3 separate regions of the Mus musculus genome follow, and regions 1 and 3 are each linked to region 2. A link is a contact called in public HiChIP or PLAC-seq data. All regions are on one chromosome and are shown on one strand. Each heading gives the region's core, a stretch centred on a gene start, on an enhancer-like site or on the middle of the called end of the contact. The rest is flanking DNA. Distances are from core to core; before and after follow the strand shown. Region 1 overlaps Qrsl1 (glutaminyl-tRNA synthase (glutamine-hydrolyzing)-like 1). Region 2 holds the start of 1700027J07Rik (RIKEN cDNA 1700027J07 gene). Region 3 overlaps Crybg1 (crystallin beta-gamma domain containing 1).

Region 1 (3,105 bases), core at 539-3,038, 130 kb after region 2:
CGTTTTAAACTAAGGAGCAAAGTCACAGCACCTCTTAGTCTAGGTGAAGATTCTCTTGTCCCTGAGGTAACCAGGGCCAGTCTTTAGAGTCACAATGCATAGCAGCAGACCCAACCTCGACAGTTTCGTTTTGTTTTTCTGCTTGCTTTCATGTTGCATTACCTCTTCTGACCAGGATGCTTTCCTCTTATCTAAGTATTTCTATGAGGGGAATGGATTCCTTATATAAAATGTCAGAGATTTGTATATTTTAAACTTTTGGGTTACCTGGAATCTCTAATAACTACACATTACTCTTTTGAATGGATTCCTCGTAGTGATCAGAGAAAAGCCTTTTGGAACTTTCTAGAATTAATTTCATCTTTCTAACCAGTTAGTTTTGATCTGTAATCTGGTTGGTGGTACTGTAAGTGTGGGATCAATGGGTGTGGAGGGCCAAATGTAACGTAGTTTTCTTGTAGATTCTTTTCCTTTCAGGGACTTGGTTGAGTTTGTAAGAGTGCAGGTAAGCCTGGCACGTGGACCATTTTATGTGTAATCAGACTGAGCATTGGGGAGGGGGACGGATGCCCTAGAAGAGGGAACACTGTCAATGAAGGCAATAGGCAACTTGGATTCCTAACAAATGGTCCAGGGCCTCAGCCTCATTATTTCCAAACATCCTTCATACTTAAGGCTTTCCTTCCTAAGCAAATAAATGTATTACTGTAACTTAGGTTCCTGTTTTCGTCAACAATGTTCAAGTGTCAAACCAGAATGACTGATGAATGTGAGGTGACAGGTGTCCTAACAAAGAGAGATACTCAATGGTGACACCTCAGATGAGTAACATTTCTATTAGATTTCGTCTAGCTTGGGCTCAAGGGTTCCAAATAGGGAACACTGATAAAAACCATCACGGGGACACAGGAACCCTGCGGCATTCCATGCCGACTCTGTCATCTTCACCAAAGTCTCTTACACTTTCCACACTGGGTGTTACTTGGGCATTTAGAATCTTCCTCCCTGAGGTTGAGGGAGACGACTCTGTGACACAGTCCTGGCCTTGAGGTCTTAGGCTCTGGGAGAAGTGGAGCAAACATTTAACCAGGAGAGGGAAGCTCTGTCATTTAAAACTCTGTTTTCACAAACAAAAGGAGTCTTGTGCCTGACTGAGGAGCTGCCCAGCCTTGCATGGCTCTGAGGCTGCCTCTACCACAGAAGGAACGGCCTGTCAGTTACTTGGTTATAAAGACGTACACATTTTGAGACATTTATTACTAAACTTAATTCTACTGTAATTTGTTATTTCAAATGAAAATTATGCAGAATGCATTGTTTTTAGGAGCTTGTATTTTTGTATTATAGTAAAATCCAGTACTTAGGTTTATAGAACATTTTAATATAGAATACCATAGTTACAATATACAATGTATACAACATTACAATTTACAGCATCATAGGGATTTGAACAAATGATTCCCAGGACAGACAGGGTTGACAGTGACCCTGATCACAGGGCTGAATGAGATCACCGACACTCAGAGAACAGCACTTCTAAGGGGCATTTTAACTGCATGATACAGAGGTGGGGATCAGTCCAGTGGCAGAGAGCAAGCCTGAGGCCAGCGTAAGATCCCAGCATCCTACCACCAGGCAACTGCACGAGATTCTGATCATCTCTGGGTCAGAGAAGCAGACGTTAACTTTCCATTTTCAAGAACCAACGAGCCATCATCCATGAGGCCCTGCAGTTGAATAACAGGAAACTGTACTTGTTTTTCAAACCACTTGGCAACTGTCAGAAGTTGCTGGTCACAAAATGCACGTCCAATTAACTGCAGTCCTATTGGCAGCCCTTGGTTTGAGAGGGCCACAGGGACACTCACTGCTGGCAAGCCTGAGGAAGAGAAAGAAGCCATCAGCTGAATCCTCCTTTCCCGTGCTTGTTAAGAAAGACAGAGTAAGCTTAAAACAAATTAATGATAGCCAGGCGTTATCTCCATGAGTTTGAGGCCAGCCTGGTCTACACAGTGATTTCTAGGACAGCCAGATAAATCCTGTCTGAAAAAAGGGGAGGGGGGAAGCAAAGAAAAGAATGAAAGAAAGCCACCTTCCAAATCCCCCCCAATTATGATAAATATATCTCTGTACTTTTGTCCATATAATTTGTATGACACTGTGTGTCAGTTCACAGAGACCGCCATTTCCTCTTTATGGCTGTATTGGATTCCAACTTGCAGTTTTATTCTAAGTTATTTGAGCAGTCTTCTACCACGCACCCTCGCCCCTCCCCCTTCCCGCCATCTCCCCGCAGAAGCTCCCTCTCTCAGAAGCTCCCTCTCTCGCCTTCACCTCCTCACCTCTGCTCTCCCCATGGCAACTTCCCTGGAACAGAACAGCTTTCCAATAAACCTGCCTTTAATATAATCTAATCTGGCTTCAGTTGGCTCATTTTACTGGTGGAAAAATAACCTATCACTACCCTAAAAGAATGTTTTAAACATGGAAGGAGTAATAAAAGGAGAATCTAGGTCCTTCAGAAACAAAGAGTAAAACCAGAAAATTAGTGGAGTTAACAGAAGTGGCCTCATGTTAGTTTTGAGATGATGAAACTGTGTTTAGGAAGGAGAGTCTTTATTCTCAGATTTGTGCTAAATTACTCAGCTGTGAAATGTCATGTCTAAAAGTTTTTTTTTTTTTCAAATGAGACATCAAAATCCAGTGTGTGCTGGGTGGGGTGGGAGTGGAGGAGCATGTGTAGAAAAGCAGAAGAAAGTCAAAGCAGGATAGTAACAAGGATGGATGCAGGTAAGGGCAAACACAGTACTCTTTACTTTAGGCTTTAATTTTCATGTTTTGTTGAGATCTGTTCCCCCACTCCCACCCCAAGAATAGCTGTAGTCATTTTGTTCCATGCCTGACGGTCATTGACACAGGAAAACAACTCAGAGCAGGGTCACGATGACCACGTCCCCTGTTGTGTTCTCTATGTTCTGAGGTTTGTTAATCTTAAGGAATTCCATAAGCTGCCTGGACCCATGAAGGTAAAGATCAGTATGAACTGTTATGTCTAAGACGGCTTGAGGCAGAGCTGGCCACTGGGCAGCACTTCCTGTGCCTGCA
Region 2 (3,275 bases), core at 179-2,678:
CACATTATCACTCTCTAGGGCCAAGGAAGCCTCAGTCTTTTTTAGAAATACCACCTGAAAGAAGAGAGATGTGCAATTCTGCAGGCAATGTCATTCTTTTCAGGGATCCTCAATGTGAAATTTAACAGCCTATTCCTTTGTCACTCCTAAGGATGTTGGTGAGAGGGGTATTTAAATCGCCTTTCTGTCACTACAACAAAATGCATGAGATAATCAACTTACAAAGAGGAAAGGTTGTCCAGCTCATGGTTTTAAAGGTTCTACTCCATAACCAAGAAGACCAATTTCTGGCAAGCCTTTGGTGAGGTTGCCGGAGGCAAAGTCTATCTTTAAGCATGTTTGAGCAAACTCCTCATACCATGGCCAGAAGAAGCAAAAGAGAAAAGAGTGGGTACCACAAGAAGATGTGTGCCTCTTCTGGGGCACACATCCAGTGATCTAGGACTTCTCTACTAGATCCCACCTCTCCCCACAATAGCATTGACTGGGGACCATGCCTTCAACGCATGGAGGTACACCAAATCCAAACTATAGCAAGGACTAGGTAGACTCACAACATACAGGCCATGTTGTCTTTGCCACCCGGTGAAGTGAATCACAGAACATCTTTTGAATAGGAACTTTCACCTTTTGTTATATCAGCAGGAATGCAGGCAGCCAGGACTCATCCAATATGTGCAGCTTACCAAAGTCCCAAGTGGACTATATTAATGCTCTGTGCTTAAGCCATACCTCTCAGAATGGGGCTGTGGCTCTGTTACCACAAGTCCTTGCCTCTAACAGGATTGAGACCCTGGGTTCCATTCCCAGCCCATCCTGCACTTCACTAACAGTAATAATAAGCCAGGGTTCCATCCCCAGCCCGTCCTGCATGTCACTAACAGTAATAACCCAGTGAAAACAAGTGTCTCCCACACCCCTCCACGACTAATGACACAGGACACTCAAATATAAAAGGCATGAGTTGCTGGCAGTCATTTCAACTATCTAGAACCCTAAGCTAGTGCACACTTGACTTTTCCTCTGTTCTCCGTTAGGTTGACACTCAGCCAGCCCTCCTGTTTACTAGTTGTCTGAGAGAAATTTAGAAAAACAAAACAAAACAAAAACCAAACAAACAAAAAAATGGTTTTAGTACAACCTAGGTCACATTCTTCTCATGTTGGTTGCTGCATAGTCGGAAGGGGTTACGTCAAGGGAAATTGACACCTACCCTTCTCATTTGCTCTTTGATTTGCACACTCATCAGAAGACTAGAGCCATTTGATACTTCACAAGATGATTCCCCTTAGCAGACACTGAGGGAAGGGGGAGTCACCTGGCCCCAGCATCTGGTAACTGTTCCCATTTCAACTGTTGACTCAATAAATGCCCTTGGGCAAGTCACTGAACCTCTCCACATTTAGTCTCTGGGGAATGAAATCTGCCAACTGTATTATGTGGGTTTGAACCTCACTGCCCTCTGGGATAAAAATAGGAGAGGACCAGGTGTCAGCTGGTCCCAAACTGATGTAAGGATGGCGGCCATGGGATCTCAAAGATGTCCTTGAGCTATAAATTCTATAATAGGGTCACGGGACACAGAGGCCCTCAGGCATTTATTTGGCTTGTGTGATAAATTCCAGCCCTTGAAATTTTTCCAGCCACTCTTGAATACTCTGCCTGGCCCCGCCCCCACTCCTCAGTATTTCTCCCGCCATAATACTCAACTCTGAATGCTGTTGCTTTGTCACAAAACTCTTGGACCGTAAACTTCCCAAGGGAGGAGATAACGTCAGCACAAGCTTCATTGTCAAGTACACACCAGGCAAGTGGGCATACTACGTGAATTGTTTGCCATATGGACGAGTGAATGAAGACTTCCCAGGCTCCAGAGAACATTCCACTCCTCTGCCTCTGGGATCATCCATCCCTGGCCAACATAAGGTAGGATCTGACCCCATTTCCCCACCATACTTACCATCAGTGGTGAGGATCACTGTCATCTTTACTGGATTTACAATCACCTAGAAACATGCCTGTGGGTGTATTGGGGAGGGTGTTTCAACTGATGACTAAGAAAGAGAAAGCTAGCTGAATACCATGAGACACTGTCTCAAGCTCCAGTCTTCATTACTACAACCTGCTCTCACAGCCATCCATGGCGAGGGCACCCTCACTGGGGGGGAGGCTATCCCTCAAACAGTGTGCTGAAGTGAGTCTTTTTTTTTTTTTTTTTAAATGGTTTTTTGAGACAGGGTTTCTCTGTATAGCTGTTGCTGTCCTGGAACTCACTTTGTAGACCAGGCTGGCCTTGAACTCAGAAATCCGCCTGCCTCTGCCTCCCGAGTGCTGGGATATCTAGACCAGGGTGGCCTCAAACTGGTAGAGATCCCTCTGCCTCTACCTTTGTTGCTGGGATCGAAGGCCTATGCCATCATGGCCGGCTCCCTCTATTCATTCTTTAAGGAAGGTTCTCTTTACAGATGTGGAAGAACAGTCTCAAGAGCAGATGTCAACACCATAACCAGAATTGTCCGGATTTTTGACTGAATGTAGGACTCATTTAGAGTCACGTGTCTGATGTTATGTGTAAAGACTGGCCAAAATCTTATCCCTAGCTTACATACAAGCACAGGCAGATAATTAGCCAAACTTCTTCTCTTGACTCTGGCTAAAGGTATCTAGGAAGTCAGGGACAACCATATAAATAACTTTCACGCTGAACTCGGAGACAATGGAAGTAGTTCAGACATCTAAAAACTCAGTGTAAGAGACTCCTAGTGCCACTGCTTGGCACAGAAGGGAGACTCAGCCCTAGAAGGCCTATGCTTCAGGAGAGGGCTTGACTCTCTGGGTTTCCCTATGCCCTCCTCCCTGAACAGATAGTTTCAGATTCCAGTGGAAGTCATCCAACAGACCAAGATCCCTCACTTTCCTCCCAGCATTCCTGCTAAATACAGCATCCAGGTCAACTGGAGTCATCTGCAAGTGCTCTCTCTGGCGCTCTCTTCCCATCTCTTAACTGGGCGTGGGTGTCCTGCACTACTGACTTTCCCATAGTGCTCAGGTGAGAAGCATGTTGTGGGCGGGGCAGTCTCAAGATGTCTGTACCACTGTTGGTTTACTGCTCCTGACTCTTTCTGCTGACGTTGATGTTGTCCCTAGAATTCTCATTCATTCTCTCTCTCTCTCTCTCTCTCTCTCTCTTCTTACCCCCACCCCCACCCCATTTTGGTCCTTTAGTTCCCCACTGGTATTAGTGTTTTCTCTTCAATTTGGAGAACTTGACTAGC
Region 3 (3,382 bases), core at 788-3,287, 250 kb after region 2:
ACTGTGGGAGTTGTTCTCTCTTCCTGCCATATATATTGAAGCAAGGTCTCTTAACCGAATCCATAGCTCACCAATAGGTTTAGTCTAGCTAACCAGTCTGCTCTGAGGACCTTGTGTCTGCCTTTGCCAGCACTGGGATCACAGGTGGGTCACGGCACATGCTCACACACATGTGAGCATGCACACACACACACACACTACATTTACATGGGTTCTGGGGCTCCAACCAGTTCTCGTGCCTGATACTTGCAAGGCAACTGCTTTAACAACTGAGCCATTTCCCCATCCCTGAGAAAAAATAATTTTAAAAATCAGACTTGTTGGGTTATAGCCAAATAACAAATGATCTACGATCAGCTAACAGGAACAAAGGCGAAATGAATGGGAAGTGGACCAGCAGAAAACTAACTTGTGCTTGAGAGACATTTTTTTTTTTTCTTTTCTTGTTTTTTTCTGATAAAACCTTTAGGATTTCTATGTAGTACAGGTGGATTGTCAAAAGGCGATGAAAATACACAGCTCAGTGATGAAGAGCTTATAATTGGCATGTGTGAAGCTCTGGGCTCACATCCTGCAGTGCTGGGCTGGGGTGGGGTGGTCCTGGAGTAAGGGAGGTTTGTCCCAAGAACCTTTCCTGGTGCCCCATGAGCTCAAAGCTATGCTCATAGTAACAAGAGGTTATCTGCCCTTTCTGAGTGAGTATGGGGTCTACAGCACGCCATTGCTCTGAAGTATTCACACGTGTTTTCTGGGGGGCTGAGTTCCCACATGAAATTCTAATATAGATGTGCTGCACAATTAAACAAAAGTTCTTCGGAGATCTCAATATTCAAAGGTAAATGGGTCTTCACAAACCCACTGGATGGAGCTCGAGGGCTCTTATGGAAGATATGGGGAAAGGATCGAAGGCTCCAAAGGGGAACAGGAATTCCATAGGAAGGCCATCAGAGTCAACTAATCAGGACCCTTGGAGCCTCTCAGAGACTGAACCACCAACCAAATAGCATACACAGGCTGGGTCTGGCACATACATAGCAGATATGCAGCTCAGTCTTCATGTGGGTCTCCCAACAACCAGAGCAGTGACTATCCCTAAAGCTATTGCCTGGCTATGGGTCCCATTCCCCTGGCTGGGCTGCCTTGTCTGGCCTCAGTGGAAGAGGATGTACCTAGCCTTGGAGAGACTTGATGTGCCATGGTGGGGGCAGGAGAATACACCGGTGGGCCCCACCCTCTCAGAGGAGAAGGGGAGGTGGGGATAGGGGAGGGACTGTGTGAGGGGGGACCTGGGGGGCCAGTGACGAGGATATAAGTTAATTAGTTAATTAATTAATTAGGAAAAAGTTTAAAATCTATTAGTTTACAAAATCCATGAAAAAGAGAACCTGCATGTAATAATGCTGAAAACCTGTGTGTGTGCACGTGTGTGTTAGTCAGAGTCATGTTAAACAGCTGAGGCAGGTCTTGAACTTTCTGTCTACCTGCCTTGGCCTCCTGAGTGCTGTGATTGGTGACATGTCTCATCACAACTAGCCAACCATGTATTTTGAAAAAGCTTCCAAAATCACAGAACATGAGAGGATTATAGCAAAAACCACCTCCACACCCTGCCCAGTGAAGAAGGGCGCCAGGTCCTTTCTGTGGTCATGTCTCTACTTGCCTGACAGCTTTGCTCACTGCAAAGCAAGTTATAGGCACAGTCTCCCTCAACTTAAACAGGGAGCTTGGAACCAGAAGGGCACAAACAATCCTGGGCTGGTGATGGGGCCCAGCAACAAACAGCGTGCTTACTAACAAAAGGCCCTACGTTCAGTCTCCATCAAAGAGGAAACTTCAGGCAGTTCAGAGAGGAAGAAATGGAAGCTGCATTTTGCAGCTCCCTCTATCAGGGAAAGAACGAATGCAAACTAAACTTTATGCCACAAACTTGAGGAAGACAAATTCCCATTTAGGTAGTTTCCCAACTACACATATGACGATTATGGAGAGCGAGTGAAACCTCAGAGCAAAGAGGAAGGAGAAGGGGGATCCTTGGGCTGGGCGGGGCCTTTGCAAGTAGAGGAAGCTGTTTCACACATCTTGAAAATTCTAAATATAGCACTGAGTGTTTTTACAGAGAATACAAAGAATACGAGTCTCCTAGGTTTTCTGATCGCTCAAAGCATCTTTCCTATACTTTCCATAGTACAACACTGACATTCACAAATGCCTTGAAACATAACTTATTCTCCCGGCTTGGCCACAAATGTCTTGGGGGAGGAAGTGTTGGTGTCTTTGTTTCTTGGACTCCAAGAGTTCCTTGCACATAGATTTAAAAGTGCACAGAGGTAGGGGTAGAGGGGTGAGGCAGTGGTGGTGCACACCTTTAATCATAGCACAGAGGCAGGTGGATCTCTGTGAATTCAAGGCCAGCCAGGTCTACACAACTAAATCCAGGACAGCCAGAGCTACACAAAGAAACCCTGTCTCAAAACAAAACAAAAGGTACATGGTAAACAAATAGAAACTTATTGCACATGTACAACCCCTGTAAAAATACAACCTGAGCCCCTCACTGCCTCTAGGTTTAGAAACATCCCATCTAAATAAGAATTAGTACTTACCATAGAGTCTGATAAGGACATTCCAGAAAAGGAATGGCCTGGGTCATACCGGCTTGCTTTGAAAAGGCCCAGGAAGTCCGCGTCCACGCTCCCAACATTCGGCAGGTTTGACTTCAGAATACCTTCCACGCCATCGCTGTTCTTCAGTTTGGGTAAGTCTGAAAGGTTGTTTTCTGGCAATTGTAGGTTGCCCTGAGAATTCACATCTTCCTTGCTTCCCTCTTTTTGTGGGTACTTTTCCATGTGGCTGGAACCCAGACGAGATGTATTTGATGAATTGAAATTGAAGACCTTTAAGGAGTTGTGGGGTGCAAGGTGTGGCTGTTCTTTGTCTGAGCCACAGGGCAGGCCACCCTCCTTCCTGGGCTGTACCACTGATGACTGAGATACGGAGCTGTTCTGAGAAGTGCTAAAAGATGTGCTCATTGTGTTGACTGACGTCACGGAGGGAGAAAAGACTTTGTCTTGTGGCAGAGAAGAAAGCATGCTTGAGAAAAGCGTGCTGTTTTCTAGCCGTGACCTCTTAACGCCGCCGCTGTTGATGTCCCTGTTCTCCTTGTCACTTGCTTCTGAAGTGGTCTGTGGCTCGCTCTTCCCATTACTGTTAGTGTGCAAGGACTTGAAGACGATGCTCTGCTCGGTGGATGCACGCTTGGCTCTCAGTTTGGATATGGGGTCGTGGTTCTGCAACAAGTGCAAAGCTGGTGACACCTCTGCCAGGCTTTCCTTCTTCTTCCCTAAACCAATGGTGAACACGTTGGGATCAAACACCTTTTCCA

What was found. HiChIP or PLAC-seq counts read pairs in DNA pulled down with a chosen protein or histone mark.
Region 1: a contact with region 2 is called in a RAD21 HiChIP or PLAC-seq map of pro-B cells, with 2.1 times the contacts expected there. The contact joins the enhancer-like site here to the promoter of 1700027J07Rik in region 2. A contact is called at or near these places in 1 of 39 promoter capture datasets (the C10 cell line), 1 of 15 datasets of contacts at CTCF or cohesin (pro-B cells), 1 of 484 Hi-C or Micro-C datasets (bone marrow-derived macrophages), 4 of 115 datasets of contacts at active chromatin or transcription factors (the 230-238 cell line, the SCID.adh cell line, large pre-B cells and 1 more) and 2 of 9 other capture datasets (adipose tissue and pancreatic islet).
Region 3: a contact with region 2 is called in a BATF HiChIP or PLAC-seq map of CD8 T cells, with 6 read pairs. The contact joins the enhancer-like site here to the promoter of 1700027J07Rik in region 2. A contact is called at or near these places in 2 of 484 Hi-C or Micro-C datasets (CD4 T cells and regulatory T cells) and 2 of 115 datasets of contacts at active chromatin or transcription factors (CD8 T cells and double positive thymocytes).

The regions. Positions count from the first base shown.
Region 1 is chr10:43,872,828-43,875,932 of GRCm38.p6, forward strand. Qrsl1 (glutaminyl-tRNA synthase (glutamine-hydrolyzing)-like 1) reads right to left here. Exons shown (of 11, transcript NM_001081054.2): 11 at 1,363-1,879. The coding sequence ends at 1,656. Among named protein-coding and RNA genes, the nearest start is that of Qrsl1, 27 kb to the right of the region's middle. Within about 2 kb of position 1,789, at least 17 of the 459 cell types and tissues checked have an H3K27ac peak or open chromatin away from gene starts, as enhancers often do. A contact at or near this core is called in the 230-238 cell line and pro-B cells, where this site is marked.
Region 2 is chr10:43,744,730-43,748,004 of GRCm38.p6, forward strand. It overlaps 1700027J07Rik (RIKEN cDNA 1700027J07 gene), which reads left to right and starts at 1,429. Exons shown (of 4, transcript NR_040581.2): 1 at 1,429-1,926. RefSeq lists an enhancer at 1,409-1,949.
Region 3 is chr10:43,994,449-43,997,830 of GRCm38.p6, forward strand. It overlaps Crybg1 (crystallin beta-gamma domain containing 1), which reads right to left. Exons shown (of 22, transcript NM_001368305.1): 4 at 2,604-3,382. Among named protein-coding and RNA genes, the nearest start is that of Gm40636, 28 kb to the left of the region's middle. Within about 2 kb of position 2,038, at least 79 of the 459 cell types and tissues checked have an H3K27ac peak or open chromatin away from gene starts, as enhancers often do. A contact at or near this core is called in CD8 T cells and regulatory T cells, where this site is marked.